Regions from separate parts of the Rattus norvegicus genome. Here region 1 is linked to region 2. The links are chromatin contacts, called in public Hi-C maps. All regions are on one chromosome and are shown on one strand. The core of a region is the stretch at or near the end of the contact, and the rest is flanking DNA. Distances in the headings are between cores, read along the strand shown. Region 1 overlaps Ttc39c (tetratricopeptide repeat domain 39C). Region 2 overlaps Lama3 (laminin subunit alpha 3).

What was found. Hi-C and Micro-C count contacts between places; a contact is called where the count stands out from the background.
Region 1: a Hi-C map of the A7r5 cell line shows a contact between it and region 2, with 1.9 times the contacts expected there. The contact joins two enhancer-like sites. A contact is called at or near these places in 4 of 12 Hi-C or Micro-C datasets (the A7r5 cell line, Schwann cells, frontal cortex and 1 more).

Annotation. Positions count from the first base shown.
Region 1 is chr18:4,089,645-4,094,275 of GRCr8, reverse strand. The region is part of intron 1 of Ttc39c (tetratricopeptide repeat domain 39C); the gene reads right to left. Among named protein-coding and RNA genes, the nearest start is that of Ttc39c, 12 kb to the right of the region's middle. Within about 2 kb of position 2,990, at least 14 of the 93 cell types and tissues checked have an H3K27ac peak or open chromatin away from gene starts, as enhancers often do. A contact at or near this core is called in the A7r5 cell line, where this site is marked.
Region 2 is chr18:3,920,103-3,924,981 of GRCr8, reverse strand. The region is part of intron 27 of Lama3 (laminin subunit alpha 3); the gene reads right to left. It overlaps LOC134482906 (a long non-coding RNA gene), which reads left to right. Exons shown (of 3, transcript XR_010059621.1): 3 at 3,170-4,879. Among named protein-coding and RNA genes, the nearest start is that of Lama3, 120 kb to the right of the region's middle. Within about 2 kb of position 3,046, at least 11 of the 93 cell types and tissues checked have an H3K27ac peak or open chromatin away from gene starts, as enhancers often do. A contact at or near this core is called in the A7r5 cell line, where this site is marked.

The DNA.
Region 1 (4,631 bases), core at 1,741-4,240, 170 kb before region 2:
GAATGCCACACTCTTCCCCCTAAATCTCCCTGTGAACTACAGTTAGCAAGCAGCCAACAGCAGAGGCAGACTATAAAAGCATTGGGCAGATAAAAGCCCAGAAATCCATTCCAGGGCTGCTGACCAAGTGATGTCCAGCAAGGAAGCCAAGACCACTCAACCGAGGACAGGACATCTTCTCATTTCATTTCAACCGGCCATGGGGGGAGGTGCTGGAGCTCGCTGTCTACTCCAGGCTGGCCTTGAAGTCAGAGATTCATCTGCCTCTGCCTCCTGAGTGCTAGGATTAAAGGCGTGCGTCACCAGTAAAGGAAGGGTATTCTCTTCAGTGGTGTGATAAAGGCTAGAGGTTAACTTCAGGTGAGGCTCTCAGGTATCAAGTGCTAGTCTTCCGTTCTTGTCTGTCTGTTTGTCCACCCATTCATGTATGTGTTTAGAAAAGTCTTCCCTGTACTGGAACTCACTGATTAAGCTAGACTGGATGGCTACTGAAGTCTAGGGATCCCACTCCCCATCTCTCTGCCTCCCAGCACACACCACTGCACCTGGCCTTTTTACATGTGAGCTACCAGGAATCAAACTGAGGCCGCCATGCTTGCGTGGCAAGTGGTTTCCTCAGCAAGCCATCTCTGCTGCCCAACAGTGAGCACTTACTGACCACCTTATCCTCATTCACTGCTGTGCTTGACCCACCAACAGTTACAAGGGAAGAGCAGCCATCTGCTACGTAGGTACAAGCCTGCCAAACTCCACTCAGGCTCCTCTAGGTCTCACTCACGTCCAATTATTGCTACATTCTGGTGGTCATTTAGAGTTGTTGCTGTGTTCTGAAAATAGTTCTGGGAGTAAAACACCAATCATGTATTTTTCCCAAATCATTAACATGTACTAAATACCTTCCAAATACATTCCCATTGCTTCTTCTTTGCCTAAGACATACAAGTAGAAAAGGGATGGAATCATTTCTATCCATTGCAATTAGCACACAGAGATAGGACTGATGTTTAGTTTCCAAAGGTGATAGCCAAGTCACATGTGGCAACTAACTGCAGTCCTTCCCACCAGAGCTCTAAAATTACGGAGACTGGGGCTGGGGAGTTGTGGTTAAGAGCACAGGATGCGTTTCTAGAGGACCCGCACTGGATGGCCAGCACCCACACGGCTCACAACCATCTGTAACTCCAGCACCAGGGAATCTGATGCCCTCTCCTGGAATCAAACTGAGGCCGCCATGCTTGCCTCACACACACAACTGGGCACACACACAGTACACTGTCATACATACAAATAAACAAAAACGTCATATGAACAAAATAATAAAATTAAAGTAAAAATTTAAAAAAGCATCAAAACTGATCAAGGTATTTTTGTTATTTTTATCTTAAGGTAAATATGTGGCAATAACTTAAAAATCGTGCCAATGCTTTTATAAGTGAAAAAATCTACCTGTTTATCCAAATAAAAAGCTCATTTAGATCTTTTGGGAATCAAACTCTCGTCTCTCCTCCTCCTCCTCCCCCCCCCCTCCTCCTCCTCCTCCTCTTCCTCCTCCCCCCCCCCTCCTCCTCCTCCTCCTCCTCCTCTCTCTCTCTCTCTCTCTCTCTCTCTCTCTCTCTCTCTCTCTCCTCTCTCAGTTGAAGGTGAAGCTAGACACTGCACAATAAATTTTGTTAGGTTGGTTCCTTGGGATGGAGTCTGAGCTCTGCAGGTGTCTGCCGCTCACTGAGACAGCCTTGCATTCCCTGCAGACCATCTCAGTAGGGCATCTCAGTGTTTACTTCATTATTCTGAAAATTTCTCCACCATCATTTCCTAGACATCAATGGCTCTGTGATGAGTTTCTGTTGTTTTGCAGTCTAAAATTATTCTATTCAGAAGAGAGCTCCTCAGTTTCATTATGTTCTCTCAAGGCTCACTCCAGGCCCAAGACATGAGAGGGCTGTGCAGCGCATCCGTGCCCCCCACTTTCGTGTTATTTCACCAGTGGTGACTGTTCCAGAACAGGAACGAACTCTAATTGTCCCCCTCTGTAGTCCCAACTTCAGCGAAGCTCCTTGAGCTGACCACATCTACTTCCATGGTCCCTTCTCTCCTTCTGTGTTACTTTAAGAAAGTGATTTCTAGCTTGCTCACTCTGCAATCTCCATAACTCAAGCTACTAAGTGTATCATCAATCATCTATGTGGAAATAACAACAGAAAAATTGGATCACATATGGGGTTGACAGCTGACGCGAATGGCATTTCAGATGTCAACAGAACTCCTTTTCTGAGTAATTAAACGAATGTGAAACTGACTGTGACGTGGAACTCAGTTTCTCCCAGGTGGGTCTCCAGGCAGCTCCATTCTAGAGTCCTGTCCCACCGCACAGATCTGAGGATCTCAACCCCTTCTTCAGGTTGGTTTCAACCAGAGATGATGAGCGGGATTTGCAAGACAGAAGAGTATCAAGTTCATTTCTTGATATTCCACCAATTTCCCTGACACAGCATAACTTGAGATTTTGCAATTCACTGCTCAGAATAAGGGATGGAAAAACAGCCACTCGAAGCCTTTCACAGTGACTCATCCTACTGGGAAAACCCTAAAGAGGCCACGCAGCAGATTTTACTTTAATCAACTGCTTTTTTAAGGAGTCTCTATCAGTTCGCAAATTCAACCTGAACTTGGATGCAAATCATGTTAGAAAGACTTACTAATGATCAAGGATAAGGCTCTTCGAATCTGTGTGTCCTTGATGGCAATCTTATGGTACGCTGTACCAAAGTAAAGCTCAGGGGGAAATGGCACAGTCACGGCAGGACACAGTCCTAAAGCAGATGTGGTATTTATGTGGGGAGTCTTCACTCACCGAGAGTGAGAAGTCTCAGGCTCAGACAGATTTTTCCTGAAATGCCCCACCCAGCAAGGAATCTTGATGTGCAGGGAACCTGTGAAAACAGGCTGAGCTAACATGCAGCTGATGTCATACTGAGAATGGGAACAGAAGTGCTCTGTACTATGGGGCCCTGCCAGTTGCTTCTAAATACAAGAAGGGCAGAGTCACCACAAGGCCTCCTGTCTGTCCCGCATGTGAGAAAGTGGTCTTTTAAAGCTATGTAGCTTTTGAACAACTATGTCCTCCTTTCTGGAGATGTGGGCCTTTTAATTCTAAAGACCTGTGTTTTAATTTGTACAGTGGACATCTTAAAAAGCTTATTGGATATCTGGGGAGAACACTGATAAGTCAGTACCTGAGGTTCACAGCTGAGAAGACTTGAGTAACAACAGGTTAGAGAATCTAGGCTTTGGAAACAGACCTTAAGGCTACAGAGGCCCAGGAGCTGCAGTTTAGTTCTGTACTGGGTAGGTGGCTCTGTATGTGCCCAGTAAGGGACAGGAGAACTGGGGCTGACAATGCTTCTAGGAACTATATGGGACCTAGAAGTAGCATGTGTGTGACCACGAAAAACTGGTGCTTCAGATGACAAACCTGTGGGATTCAACTTGGGGGCTCTTCCTGCCCCAGGGAAACTTGTACCTGCGACTACAGATGGGACTGAGGTTCTGCATTCTCCACTATGCCACACAGCCACAGCTTCCGCTTGGGCAGTCTCCTGCTTCTGCAGCCCGTTAGTGAAGCCCAAGCGCTGTGGTGTTTGTCACAGCCCTGGCCTCACTACAGACAAGGAAGCCTGTCCTGAGCCTCCCAGTCCCAGTGTTTCTCATGAAGACATTTAGAAAACCGTGGGACCTGGAATTGACCCAAGCTATACCTGCAGTGTGTGCTCTATCACAGACAGGACCAGGGCCACAGATGCACACAGTCCTGCAGTGTGCGAGCTCTCTGGACTCTGTCCCACAATGCCATGTGTTATTATCTCTTGATTATGAAGATATAAAACTGCTTTATCTCTCGAACTGATTTCTATTTACACAGAAAGGAATAGGACTGTCGCTGGTTTTCAGGGACACTAGTCCAGGCCCTCATGGTTCAGATGCTCAGTATGTACAGATAACCCATGCACACCCTCCATAGCCTCCAGTCACTGAGATTACCTAAAATCATATAAAGCCACAACACTGCTCCATTTGTGTCAATTCAGCATAATACTTGATGCATAGCAAATGCTAATTTTGTCTTCTAGAAATTTCTGGAATTCCTTTCCGTCAGGTATTTTCAATCCATGGTTGGTTTATCTCAAGGCTGTAGAAACTATAAGTGCAAAGAGTCCACCATCTTCATCACAACATCCAAAGACAGGCTTTGTCGGGGTTTGACCCCAGTTTTGGAAACTGTTCCTAACAGCCGAACTGCTTGTGGTTTTAGGGGATACACATCACAGCACCACTACCATGTGTTCACTTGTATCATATGCTGGGATTTATGCAGTATATTACAGCCTCCTTTAATGTATTCAACATCCCATACACTACTGAAGACATGGACACTGGACACCAAGACGTGCAATTATTCGATTTACTTATTTTTATTTTTGGTCAAGTTCTGATGTGTTTTAGCAACTTTGTTAAGAAGATTGGGGACTGTTTGTTTTAAACAAGATTTTATTAATTTAATCATATGTATATGTTTATGTTTATGTTGCTGTGTGGGTGTGTGCACATGAATGTAGGTGTCCAGAGGCCACAAA
Region 2 (4,879 bases), core at 1,797-4,296:
ATTAGGTAGATAGATCCACTAGGTAGGTAGATGATAGATTGATAGATAGATAGATAGATAGATAGATAATAGATAGATAGATGATAGATAGATAATAGATGATAGATAGATAGATAGATAGATAGATAGATAGATAGATAGATAGATAGATAGATAGATAGATAGATCTACTAGGAAAGCATGTTTTTAAATAGCAGCTGTATGGCTTTTCTCTACCTTGGTGAACAACCTCATCAGGATGTAAGCAGCCACGTGGCTGGGAGCCCTGTATACGGAGGTTAAAGAGTATGTCCTTGTGACTTAGCCACCCTCTTCAGATGACTTCATGGTATAAAGTAACACTTGTGAAGCTCCTTAGTCCTAATGAGCTGTTTGTCTTTGTCTCACCTTTTAGACTAAGGAATCTACAAATATTTTGGATTGGTATGCACTTTTGTGTGCTGATAAAAATATAAGGTTATATTTGCTACAGCATACTATATATGTAATTCAACTCTGATTTACAATGTTTTCTATATGGTGATGACGTTTTAAGGCTATAAAGATCTATTCAGGTTACGGAAAGCTGACTTAGCGATTTACACCTAACACTTATGTCTTTGCTAACTGTTTCAACACTAAGATACTAGAGAATTAAGATAAGTAGCAATATATGTTTGATAATAAGTAAGGTATACTTGATAGTCAAGATTCATGAACTCCAAGGTGACTCAGGTCATAGTAATATGTCTCTAGCCCCTTGTCTTTGCTCACTTCAAGCTTTAGCCATTGGGATGAGTAAGCCACGCAAAACCTGTCAATATTTTGTAATGGTGCACCATAAAATGACAGGTAAACTTGCCAGTCTCTCTATGGACTGCATCTATGATTGAAAGCTTTATTTTGATATTAGAAAAGCTTTGATACAAAACTAAACCTAAAGGGGATGTGATGCAAAGTCCTGGTCTTAGAAAAATATACTGTATATTGTTAAAGATAACTAAGACATGCAATTAGTGATCAGCCACCTTGTAAACGATCAAGTCCTTAATGCATTCAGAAGTGCACTCGTAGTCAAGCCAAGACTAACAAAATTTATTACAGGAATAAGCTTGATCTAGCCTCATACATATTTTCAAAGTTAAGCCTAAAACAAGTAACTAAAAACAAGCTAAGTTGTCTGTTTATGTATACTTAATAGATAGATGGTCCTCAAAACTTTTCAGAGGCCTGCTAAATAGAGCATGTAATATATAATAAAAAAGTCTCCCTGTGACAGAAGTGCCAAGCAGCACCCCCGATCTCCTCTGGAGAAGATGATGGGCTCAGAAGAACTCTACCTGGAGCTTGCTTTAAATGTGGCAAAGCCAGTCCTGGGGTAGAAAACTGCCCTTCCCCTTGCCTGCCACCAGGACCCTGCCCAAACTGTGAACAAGCAGGACACTGGGACAGTCCCACCAAACTCCTCCTCTACAAGAAAGTCTGTCAGATCCTCTGGGTTCTGGCAGCTGAAGACTCGTGCTGCCTGGGACCTCTGCCCCAACGACCACAGAGGAACCTGGGGTGACTGTCCTGGCAGCCTGTAAGTCTCTGTTGGTTTAATCAATTTGGAAGCTGCTTAGTCTTCACTTCCTGTTTACCCTGGTGAAGTTCATCCTTCTCAGGTCTCTGATGAGGTTGATGACTAGGCTAGTGACAGATTTGTCAGTGTAACAGCAGCAACCAAGGTTTCAGCTGCCTCTGCAGTCCTCTTCCTGTATAAGAGTCAGGCTTCGGGCTTCACTTTCTTTCCTAGAGGTAGACACTGCTTTCTAGGTCTATTCACAGTTTCCTAGATCTATTCACAGTTTCCTAGGTCTATTCACAGTTTCCTAGGTCTATTCACAGTTTCCTAGGTCTATTCACAGTTTCCTAGGTCTAGACACAGGTTCCTAGGTCTAGACACAGTTTCCTAGGTCTAGACACAGGTTCCTAGGTCTAGACACAGTTTCCTAGGTCTAGACACAGAGGTTCCTAGGTCTAGACACGGGTTCCTAGGTCTAGACACGGGTTCCTAGGTCTAGACACGGGTTCCTAGGTCTAGACACGGGTTCCTAGGTCTAGACACGGGTTCCTAGGTCTAGACACAGTTTCCTAGGTCTAGACACAGTTTCCTAGGTCTAGACACAGGTTCCTAGGTCTAGACACAGGTTCCTAGGTCTAGACACGGGTTCCTAGGTCTAGACACAGGTTCCTAGGTCTAGACACGGGTTCCTAGGTCTAGACACGGGTTCCTAGGTCTAGACACGGGTTCCTAGGCCTAGACACAGTTTTCTAGGTCTAGACACGGGTTCCTAGGTCTAGACACAGGTTCCTAGGTCTAGACACAGTTTCCTAGGTCTAGACACAGAGGTTCCTAGGTCTAGACACGGGTTCCTAGGTCTAGACACGGGTTCCTAGGTCTAGACACGGGTTCCTAGGTCTAGACACAGGTTCCTAGGTCTAGACACGGGTTCCTAGGTCTAGACACGGGTTCCTAGGTCTAGACACGGGTTCCTAGGCCTAGACACAGTTTTCTAGGTCTAGACACGGGTTCCTAGGTCTAGACACAGGTTCCTAGGTCTAGACACAGTTTACCTTGCCACCAGACTCTGAAAAGAGGTAATCCTACAGAACAGATTTCAGTGACACATTTTACCATTTCTTCATTTACAGGAACTCACTTCACAGCAGCTGCTCTCAGTGATCACCCTATGTCTCATGGAAAGTAATTGGATAGAAAAAGGGTATAAAGTTTATGTAAGATCTGAAGATGTAAAAGCTTAAGTTGTGGGGATCTAAGAAAAAGTTTTAGGGTCTAAGAAGATGTTTTAAGGTGGCTAAAAGGCATAAAAAAGTGACTTATGGTAGAAAAAAGTGAAAAATGTTCCAGATTTCCTTCCCTCTCTATGTTGTTGTTACACTAAGGCTTCAAAAATTCAGAGTTGTAATATTAACCAGTGGCATTTTGATAAGCTATTAACCTAGCTGTGTTAAGCACTGCCTAGTCACACGATCAAGATTTTAAATTCCCTTTGGTTGCCTTCTAAATATAGACTTAAAAGTGCTTCTCATGGTGCCAATGTCATCTGTCTTATCTATGTACACACAGTCTTCTGGATAGAGGTAAGAGTGTTCATGCTTTTAACCTAAAATCGTTTTGGGTCCCCAGGCTTCTACTATGACCCAAAGGAATGAGTCTGCTGCCTTTTCTACAGTGTGGACTTCAGCACAGATCACAAACAGTGGTGATGCCAACATATCTAAAACATCTCCTTTTGTAAACTTAAAAAACCCTAGTAAGCTTCAGTGAATCAACTTGAATCTACCTCTCGATGGGTCAAATGGACTCCAGATAATTATATTCTGTTTATTCCTGAGGGTGGGATCTCCTCATGACCATCACCCCTTTCCCTGGACTTGGGACACCCCTCCCTCAACTATGAGGACCATGGGCCTAAAAGTTTCAAATGTACATCTAAGAATAAATTCCCCCCTAAACTCCTTAACTTTCTCTTCAGCCCCAATATATATTTGTTCCACCGACCTGCCAACTCTTTTTGTTCCCTCAAAATCTGCATCCTAGACAGCTTCAAAGTGGCTAACCCCAGGTTGACCAGCATTCCAAACTGTTCCAGCCGTGCCTGCGTGTCCCTAGCTCCAGACAGACCAGAAGAGCCTCGGCAGAAAGTGACGCAACCTGCTCTTGGACTTGGACTGCATTGTAGCTTTACCCCAGCCTGCCTTCAGTGACTCAGCACCAGGGGCCATGTCATCTCCAGCTGCTAAATGTGCCATGCACACCCTTTAAAATGTCCCTGCCACCATGGCTCACTCTCTGTCTCTAGGTCTCTAGGTCTCTCTGTCTCTCTGTCTCTCACTCTCGTGCTCTGACTGTCTCTCTAGCTCCTTGTCTCTCATTCTTTGCCCCTCTCTGTCTCTCACTCAGAAGCAGCCTTTCCTCCTCCCTCACTAAGTCTCCTGGTCTTGGGGGCAGAACTTAACAGAATCAGTTATATTATGGGCCAGAGCCTTCATGAACATCACTTTGCAACAGTGAGTTCTTCCCTCCCGGGGTGGGGTCAGTCATTAGAGAGTGGGCTATTAAGGAGCACCAGCCATCTTTGCCTCTCTTCTTCGGAACAAGTGACCAATTGGAACTGCAGCGCAAGCTCCCACCATGTGGCACCCTCAGTATTGGTAAGCTATGCAAAGAGGTCCTTGCCAGAGATGGCTACCTGATCTTGTACTCTCTGGCCTCCAGAACCATGACCTAAGTAAGCATCTTCTCTTTATAAATTACCCAGCTTCTGGTATCCTGCTATAGCAACAATACAAACAAGTTAAAAAACTAAAACAAGCCCTGTGTTTAAAATGCCAGCCACTAGAGACAGAAGGAACACCCATTCAGAGCCTGCCCCACATGTGGCCCATGCATATACAGCCATCCAATTAGACAAGATGGATGAAGCAAAGAAGTACAGGCCGACAGGAGCCGGATGTAGATCTCTCCTGAGAGACACAGCCAGAATACAGCAAATACAGAGGCGAATGCCAGCAGCAAACCACTGAACTGAGAATAGGACCCCCGTTGAAGGAATCAGAGAAAGAACTGGAAGAGCTCGAAGGGGCTCGAGACCCATTATGAACAACAATGCCAAGCAACCAGAGCTTCCAGGGACTAAGCCACTACCTAAAGACTATACATGGACTGACCCTGGACTCTGACCTCATAGGTAGCAATGAATATCCTAGTAAGATCACCAGTGGAAGGGGTAGCCCTGGGTCCTGCTAAGACTGAACCCCCAGTGAACGTGATTGTTGGGGGGAGAGCGGCAATGGGGGGAGGGTTGGGAAGAGGAACACCCATAATTTAATTTGT